Linked DNA regions of Macaca mulatta: all the other regions are linked to region 1. A link is a contact called in public Hi-C data. All regions are on one chromosome and are shown on one strand. Each heading gives the region's core, a stretch centred on a gene start, on an enhancer-like site or on the middle of the called end of the contact. The rest is flanking DNA. Distances are from core to core; before and after follow the strand shown. Region 1 overlaps KSR2 (kinase suppressor of ras 2). Region 2 overlaps WSB2 (WD repeat and SOCS box containing 2). Region 3 holds the start of RFC5 (replication factor C subunit 5).

Region 1 (2,576 bases), core at 44-2,543:
TCATCAGTAACAGCATTATTAACACAAAGCAGTAGGCACAGGGCTAGCATATAAAAACAATCAACAAATGTCAGTTTTATTATTATAAATATATAATACAGGTTGAGCATCCCTAATCCAAAATTTAAAATCTAAAATGTTCTGTAATTGGAAACTTTTTTTTGAGATGGAGTCTTGCTCTGTCGCCCAGGCTGGAGTACAGTGGTATGATCTTGGCTCACTCCAACCTCCCCCTCCCGAGCTCAAGCCATTCTCCTGCCTCAGTGTCCCAAGTAGCTGGGATTACAGGCACCCACCACCATGCTCCGCTAATTTTTGTATTTTTAGTAGAGACGGGGTTTCACCATGTTGACCAGGCTGGTCTTGAACTCCTGACCTCAAGTGATCCACCTGTCTTGGCCTCCCAATAATCGGAAACTTTTGAGCACTGGCATGACATCACAAGTGGAAAATTCCACACATAAATCTTAACACTAACTCTGTAATGCAACACATTAAAAATATTGTACAAAATTACTTCCAGGCTATGTGTATAAGGTATATATGAAACATAATTGAATTTTGTGTTTAAATTTGGGTACCATCCCCAAGATATCTCATGATGTATAATGCAAAGATTTCAAAACCTGAAAAAAATCTAAAATCTGAAACATGTCTGCTCCCAAGTGTTTCGGATAAGGGATACTCAACCTGTATATGTTGCATAATATAAATATTGTTATATTTCAAATTATATTATGTATTACATATGAATTATCATGTGTGGGGGATGTATGCCTACACCTATGATGACATCAGACAATATACATGTAGAGTATAAATATTGACATAATGTATTATTGTGTAAATGTTAAAATTATAAGTATCGTGTAAGGAAGTTATTACTACTGGACCTGCTGTCTAGTAAGTGCTCATTAAATATATTAACCCTTTTTTTCTATTGTTTGTAATATTCACTAGCAGTAATAACATAGAGAAAAGGAAAAACCATCAGCAATAGTGAGGCAGCGGACAGGGGGCTCTTCCTTCCTGCAGAGGCAGCTGCCTGTGTTCCAGCATTCACAGGGGACTGCCCCAGACTGTTGGGTTCCTCTGCCTGGCCTAGGGATCTGGTTCTCACTGGGATCCAGAGCTGGGGAGAGAAGGAAGGGCGCCTCTCCCAGGCCTCCAGCCCTCCCTCAGCAGGGGATTTTCCTGTGGATGCAAATTGGCCGGTTACTTGAGACGTTCTCCAGTCAAATAATTCTCTCCCTCGTCAGCTGGGCCGCTAAGCGCCAGGGATGTTATGACAATGGTCGCCCTGGCAACGGCGGGAAGGCGTCGGGGCTGCCGGCTGTGGCTGCCGCGATTTCATTACCCGCATGGGGTCTGATCACCCGAGAACCTTAATAACACAACCAGGGACCCGGTCCTGCAGGTGCTCTGTGCCCGCTTGAAAAGGACTTGGGATTCATTTTTAGTGGCCTGGTGTTTAACCACCAAGGATGTTGGTTTATTGAAAGACCAAGGAAAATGTATTGAGCACCGACTGTATGCCAGGCACAGATCTGAACGCTGGGGAAAAGACAGGCAAAGCCCGTGCTCTCTTGAGCTGACATGATGGGTGTGTGGTGGTGGTGGTGGTGGGGGGGGGTGCGTAACCATGGAAACCAATAAACAGGATGATTTGTGAGATAGCGAAGTGCCACCAAGGAAAGAAAGCAGGGCGGCGTGACGGTGGCATTGAGGGGGGCTCGGGCAGAGGTGACACCTGAAGAAACGGAAAGGGTCGTTTATGCCTAAAGCTGACAGAAGAGCTCCGGACGGTGGGACAAGCAAGTTCAAAGGCTGGAACTCTTTGCTGCTCATCTGTACCTTTAGGGAGAAGGTAGCGATTATGGGGTGCTGATGGGCAGTCCTGAGGGACACAGAGGGCTCTGGAGCCTGCCTCTTTATGTGTGTGACCATAAGGCCAGCCCTGTCCCATTCCTGAGCCGCAGTTTTCTCGTGTGTAAAATGGGCTGAGAGCTAAGCCCCTTCCCTTGGCGCTGCTGCGAGGTCTACACCAGGGATGGTTCTTGCAAGGGCCCGGTCCGTAGAAGGCCCCCACGGTGTCCTGCATTCCCTCCCAGCTTTCATGGACTCCGCTTTTGTTTTATATATATGTAAAAAAAATAGCACCTAAAGGGTGAGGATCTGGGGCTCTGTCAAACCCAACGGCCAGTACGTTCCCGGAGGTCTCCAGGTTTGATCTGGGTTTAGATTTGGAGTGAAAAGTTCCCCGTTTCACATTAGGGATTTCAGACACGATTATTTTTAGCTCTGTCACATGGCTTGACTTTTTGATTTTGTGTGTGTGTGTGTATGTGTGTGTGTGTGTGTGTTTATGCTGCTAAATTTACCGCCATGCTAATACAGAGTACAGTAATAAGGCGCTGCGGACGCTCCGATGGGCCAAGGCCTGAAAAATTTTCCATCTGTCGTGGAAGGTGCCAGGCTGCCCCCTGGTGTGGAGATGGAAAATTACACCTTCGGGCTCCAGCTCTGTCGGATTTCCGCAACCTGTGATCCCTCTAACCCCAGGCCCAGGGAACCTT
Region 2 (2,576 bases), core at 23-2,522, 160 kb before region 1:
ACCTTATTTAAACCTATACGACAGGTTCTGGAAGAGCTGTAGGAAAGGGATAGAGAATCAACTTGACCTGGCCACAAGGCCTGCAGAAGATTTGGTGGTGGTACCTTTCCCTCCCTCCATTTGAGTCCTAAGCACTTCGCTTCTGCCCTAACCAGGCACTTCTTACTTTCCACAGGTCTTTCTATGGAGCATGAGGTCCTACACGTTAATTCGGAAGCTAGAGGGCCATCAAAGCAGTGTTGTCTCTTGTGACTTCTCCCCCGACTCTGCCCTGCTTGTCACGGCTTCTTACGATACCAATGTGATTATGTGGGACCCCTACACCGGCGAAAGGCTGAGGTCACTCCAGTAAGGACTGAATCCTGCTATGACTTTTTTGTAGGGGGACTGATGAGGAACCTGCCTGGGATTAGACATGTCTCTTTTAGAGTCTGGGACATGGGAGGGGGAAAAGCTGGATAAAAAGGCACAGTGGGTCTCTTTTTCTTTTGAGATGGAGTCTCGCTCTGTCACCCAGGTTGGAGGGCAGTGGCGCAATCTTGGATCACTGCAGCCTCCACATCCCAGGTTCAAGCGATTCTCCTGCCTCAGCCTCCTGAGTAGCTGGGACTACAGGCGTGTGCCACCAGGCCCGGCTAATTTTTGTATTTTTAGTAGAGATGGGGTTTCACCACGTTGGTCAGGCTGGTCTCAAACTCCTGACCTCAGGTGATCCACCGCCTCGTCTCCCAAACTGCTGGAATTACAGGCATGAGCCACTGCGCCTGGACTGGTTCATTGCTTCTTAGTGATGCCTTGTCAGTTAAGCCCTCTCAAGTAGCTTTGAGTGTCTTCCCGTCTCCCGATTCAGGCGGCTGCATGTACTTCTTTGGAATCAGCATTATGAAGCCTCAATATGACTCTTTATTTCCATTTACTAATAACTGTAGTAACAAGTTCAGAAAGAGCCTCTTATCGAAACTGTGCTTTCCAAAATGAGTTTCATGTTCTCATAAACTTGGTCTCCTTTTTCCTTTTGTGTCTGTTGTTTTATGAAGCAAATAATAGGCAGTCCTATAATTATCATGTATCTTAGCCTAAAAAAGACTTGCAGTTTCTACTGTGGCATTAAAGTGAGGGCTGACCTACTTTGCATAAGCCAATTAGCACAAGGAAGTGTTAGTAACCCTTCAGTCCCTCCACAGGACACCTGGAGCCTTCTGAGATATCCTTTTTTTCCCAGTGTGCAAATCCCAAGCTTTTCCACGAGGGGCACACAAGTGCATGTTGAGTCCTTTTATAGCCACGGCAGTTTGGCTTCCTGCCTGGGGTGACGATGGAGGGTGGAGAGCAGCCATCACTCCAGGCCTGCCATCCTGTTTCTTTCCTTCTCAGCCACACCCAGGTTGACCCCGCCATGGATGACAGTGATGTCCACATTAGCTCACTGAGATCTGTGTGCTTCTCTCCAGAAGGCTTGTACCTTGCCACGGTGGCAGATGACAGGTAACAAATAGAACTCTCTTTACGTGACCTCAGAACAAGTGCTTGCAAGTAATGGCAGCAAGGCCCTCCTGGTCTTGCCCTGGGTCAGCTAATGTGTGGATGTTCTCTCTCCCCATCCAGACTCCTCAGGATCTGGGCCCTGGAACTGAAAACTCCCATAGCATTTGCTCCTATGACCAATGGTCTTTGCTGCACATTTTTTCCACATGGTGGAGTCATTGCCACAGGGTATGTATTTGTTAGCTGAACAGATGGGTGGTGGTTTCTGCTGAGTATACCATGGAGCTTTTTAAGGAAAGAAACCATCTAGAATTTTCTTGCCTATGAGGAAACCTTTAAGGCAATTCAAGATTATATAAAACTCAAATGATCGATTTTGCTAATACAGTGTACCATTTTCTCTGAATATTTAACCTAAATGTAATTAAAGACCTGTAAGTCATGCCACCTAATGGGCCAAGTTCACAAGGGAGAATAAAATTGAGATGATGCATAATATATGGGAAACTATTTAGGGCTAAAAGACCACTTTACAGGTAACATCTATAATTCAGTAGGTGGCACTCTTCCTCCTATTACTTTAGAACTGACTGTGGTCAGATTTAGAAAGGGCTGTGCGGAGAGAGAGCACTTTGGTATCAAAGGTGTCTTGAGTTTTTCTAATCCTATCAGCAGCCTTAATTATTCAGCACCACAACTTTTACATCCATTTCCACGGTCAGGGTTACATTTCACTCTCTGAAGACTCCGCTCTTTCCAGTCAAAACAGAAACTTGAGTATCCATCCTCATGAAAACATGAACATCCAAGCTCTGTCTTAACACAGCATCGGTTTGTTTCATTTCAGGACAAGAGATGGCCACGTCCAGTTCTGGACAGCTCCTCGGGTGCTGTCCTCACTGAAGCACTTATGCCGGAAAGCCCTTCGAAGTTTCCTAACAACTTACCAAGTCCTAGCACTGCCAATCCCCAAGAAAATGAAAGAGTTCCTCACATACAGGACTTTTTAAGCAACGCCACATCTTGTGTTTCTTTGTAGCAGGGTAGATCGTCCTGTTAAAGGGAGGTGCTGGAATAATGGGCCAAACATC
Region 3 (2,576 bases), core at 38-2,537, 140 kb before region 1:
GTCTCTAAAAAAAAAATATGTAAATACATGAAATAGTTACAACTGTCAATCTTCTGGGTTTTTTTAACCACAATAAAAACAAATTGGCCGGCCACGGTGGCTCAAGCCTGTAATCCCAGCACTTTGGGAGGCCGAGGCAGGTGGATCACGAGGTCTGGAGTTCAAGACCAGCCTGGACAATACGGTGAAACCTCGTCTCTACTAAAAATACAAAAATTAGCCGGGCGTGGTGGCAGGCTTCTGTAATCCCAGCTACTCAGGAGGCTGAGGTAGGGAACTGCTTGAATCCAGGAGGCGGAGGTTGCAGGGAGCTGAGATCGCGCCACTGCACTCCAGCAACAGAGGGAGACTCCGTCTCAAAAAAACAAATTTTTTTAAACTAGTTACTAGACAATGACAACTTGGAGCTTTTCGAAGCCAAGCCAAATTGCTTCAAAGTCTTGAAAGCATTGCTAGAACACAGTTGTTGAAGTAGGATGGTTAAGAGTACAAGCTCTGAATTCAGACTTCCTAGATTCACCTCCAAGCCAATTTTTTAGCCTTGGACCATAGGGAAGTCATTTAACCCTTCTAAAATGCAGTTTCCTCCTGTGTAAAATTTGAAGCGGTGCCTACCTCTTACGGTCTTTGTAAGGATCGAACATCTAACAGGGCGTCTGCTAATCTAATAATATGCCATCCAATAAAAGTTGACCAGGGAGCCTTATTACTAATTTAAAATGTGACCAGTAGTCGCATCGCAGGTTTTGAAGAGTGGGAAGAGGGCACTTTGGCATGGAGGCCATTGCAGGTGTCAGGAGACACGGAATCGAACCCCTGTGCTGTCACCAGGTGCGAAAGCCGACTTCTTCTTCGGCAAATGGAGCTGGGCGTCAAAGGGTGACAGCTGGCAAAAGTCCTAAACAGACGGACGAGTCTGGGGAGCTGGGGGGTGTCGGAGAAAACCTTTGCGGCTCGGTCCCGGCTGCAGGCCCGGGGGAGACGGGAAGAGGTCGGGTTGGGGTCCGATCACCTGCCCACTCCAGCCACCTCCTCCCCGCGCGGCTGCCCGGCCCCCTCTGCCCACAGCCGCCGCTCGGCCTCTTCCTACCAGGGCAGGTTCCTGATCTTGGCCGCCGCGGGCAGCTCCTGCTGCTTGAGCGCTGAGGTCTCCATGGCGGGGAGACGAAGGTGACCAGATCAGCTGAGATCGTCGCGTCACCCAAGCCCCTGTCCAGTGACCAGCCGCGACCCGGCCCTGAGTTCGACCCTGGCACTTAGAGTTCGCGCGCAAAAGCAACTCTCGCGAGCCGTAGCCACCAGTTTCCGACTTCCTCCCTCGGTCCCGCCCCCTCGCGTTGCTAGGGCGCCGGTTGCTAGGTTACCGGGAGGCGCGGGCCGCCGGCCTTCCTCCAAGCTCCGCCCCTCCAGCCTGCTCTGAGCTCTTAGATACCCAGGCGCTTTCAGAGCAGGGAAGCGGGAAAGGCAGGGCCCCCTGCAGCCCCAGTCATCATTACATATTAAGATCGCACGGCCAAAGCCAATTCCTCCATCGCCAAGCTTCAAACCCTTACGTTCAAAGGAACAAAAGCTGCCGGGGCTAAAAAAAAAAAAAAAAAAAAAAAGAATCTAAGAAAAAAACAGCCCGGAGTAACACGGTTGGGTCTTGAATACAGACGCCCTTGTGAAAAAAGGCTCGCGATACCTCTCGGCCCCAAAGCTGGGAGGTGAATGTTTGGAAACGAAAACAACCCCAAACAAACACAACTGCAACCTACCTGTCTCCAGAATCCGTGTCCCTCACCCAACAAAATTTGGAGAACCAACCTCCAGAAAACATCTCCAGAGAAAAACAAACAGAAACTTCCAGTTGGGTTAATCTGTGTCGCTGGAAGGATCTAGTTCATGAACACAGAGGACAGGGTCTCTGTGATCTGAGATACTGAGGAGAATCGATATCAACATTTTAGTTTTTTTCCTGAAGCGAGGAGAATTCTAGATCGCTTTTATTTTCTTCTTTTTTATCGGTCTGTATTTTCTTTTCTTTTTTTGGAGTCTCGCTTTGTCACGAAAGCTGGAGTACAGTGGCACCATCTTGACTCACTGCAACCTCTGCCTCCCAGGTTCAAGCGATTCTCTGCCTCAGCCTCCGGAGTAGCTGGGAGTACAGGTGCGTGCCACCACGCCTGGCTAATTTTTGTATTTTTAGTAGAGACGGGATTTCACCATGTTGGACAGGCTGGTTTCGAACTCCTGACCTCAAGTGATCCACCCGTCTCAGCCTCCCAAAGTGCTGGGATTACAGGCGTGAGCCACCATGCCTGGCCTGGTCTGTATTTTCCAGCAATGAGCATGCAAAGCATCCATACTGAAGTCTTTTTTTTTTTTTTTTTTTTTTTTGAGACGGAATCTCGCTCTGTTGCCCAGGCTGGAGTACAGCGGCGATCTCGGCTCACTGCAACCTCTGCCTCCCGGGTTCACACCATTCTCCTGCCTCAGCCTCCCAAGGAGCTGGGACTACAGGTGCCCACCACCATGCACAGCTCATTTTTTGTATTTTTAGTAGAGACGGGTTTTCACCATGTTAGCCAGTATGG

The links. A called contact is a pair of places that touch in the nucleus more often than the background predicts.
Region 2: a Hi-C map of fetal cortex germinal zone shows a contact between it and region 1, with 6 times the contacts expected there. The contact joins two enhancer-like sites. A contact is called at or near these places in 2 of 14 Hi-C or Micro-C datasets (fetal cortex germinal zone and liver).
Region 3: a contact with region 1 is called in a Hi-C map of fetal cortex germinal zone, with 5 times the contacts expected there. The contact joins the promoter of RFC5 here to the enhancer-like site in region 1. A contact is called at or near these places in 2 of 14 Hi-C or Micro-C datasets (fetal cortex germinal zone and fetal cortical plate).

What each region holds. Positions count from the first base shown.
Region 1 is chr11:125,143,953-125,146,528 of T2T-MMU8v2.0, reverse strand. All of the region lies in intron 1 of KSR2 (kinase suppressor of ras 2), which reads left to right. Among named protein-coding and RNA genes, the nearest start is that of KSR2, 94 kb to the left of the region's middle. Within about 2 kb of position 1,293, at least 13 of the 40 cell types and tissues checked have an H3K27ac peak or open chromatin away from gene starts, as enhancers often do. A contact at or near this core is called in fetal cortex germinal zone and fetal cortical plate, where this site is marked.
Region 2 is chr11:125,304,732-125,307,307 of T2T-MMU8v2.0, reverse strand. It overlaps WSB2 (WD repeat and SOCS box containing 2), which reads left to right. Exons shown (of 9, transcript XM_077955358.1): 6 at 176-348; 7 at 1,375-1,485; 8 at 1,606-1,713; 9 at 2,333-2,576. The coding sequence ends at 2,495. Among named protein-coding and RNA genes, the nearest start is that of RFC5, 20 kb to the right of the region's middle. Within about 2 kb of position 1,272, at least 14 of the 40 cell types and tissues checked have an H3K27ac peak or open chromatin away from gene starts, as enhancers often do. A contact at or near this core is called in fetal cortex germinal zone, where this site is marked.
Region 3 is chr11:125,285,063-125,287,638 of T2T-MMU8v2.0, reverse strand. RFC5 (replication factor C subunit 5) reads right to left here and starts at 1,287. Exons shown (of 12, transcript NM_001261662.1): 1 at 1,091-1,287. The coding sequence starts at 1,155.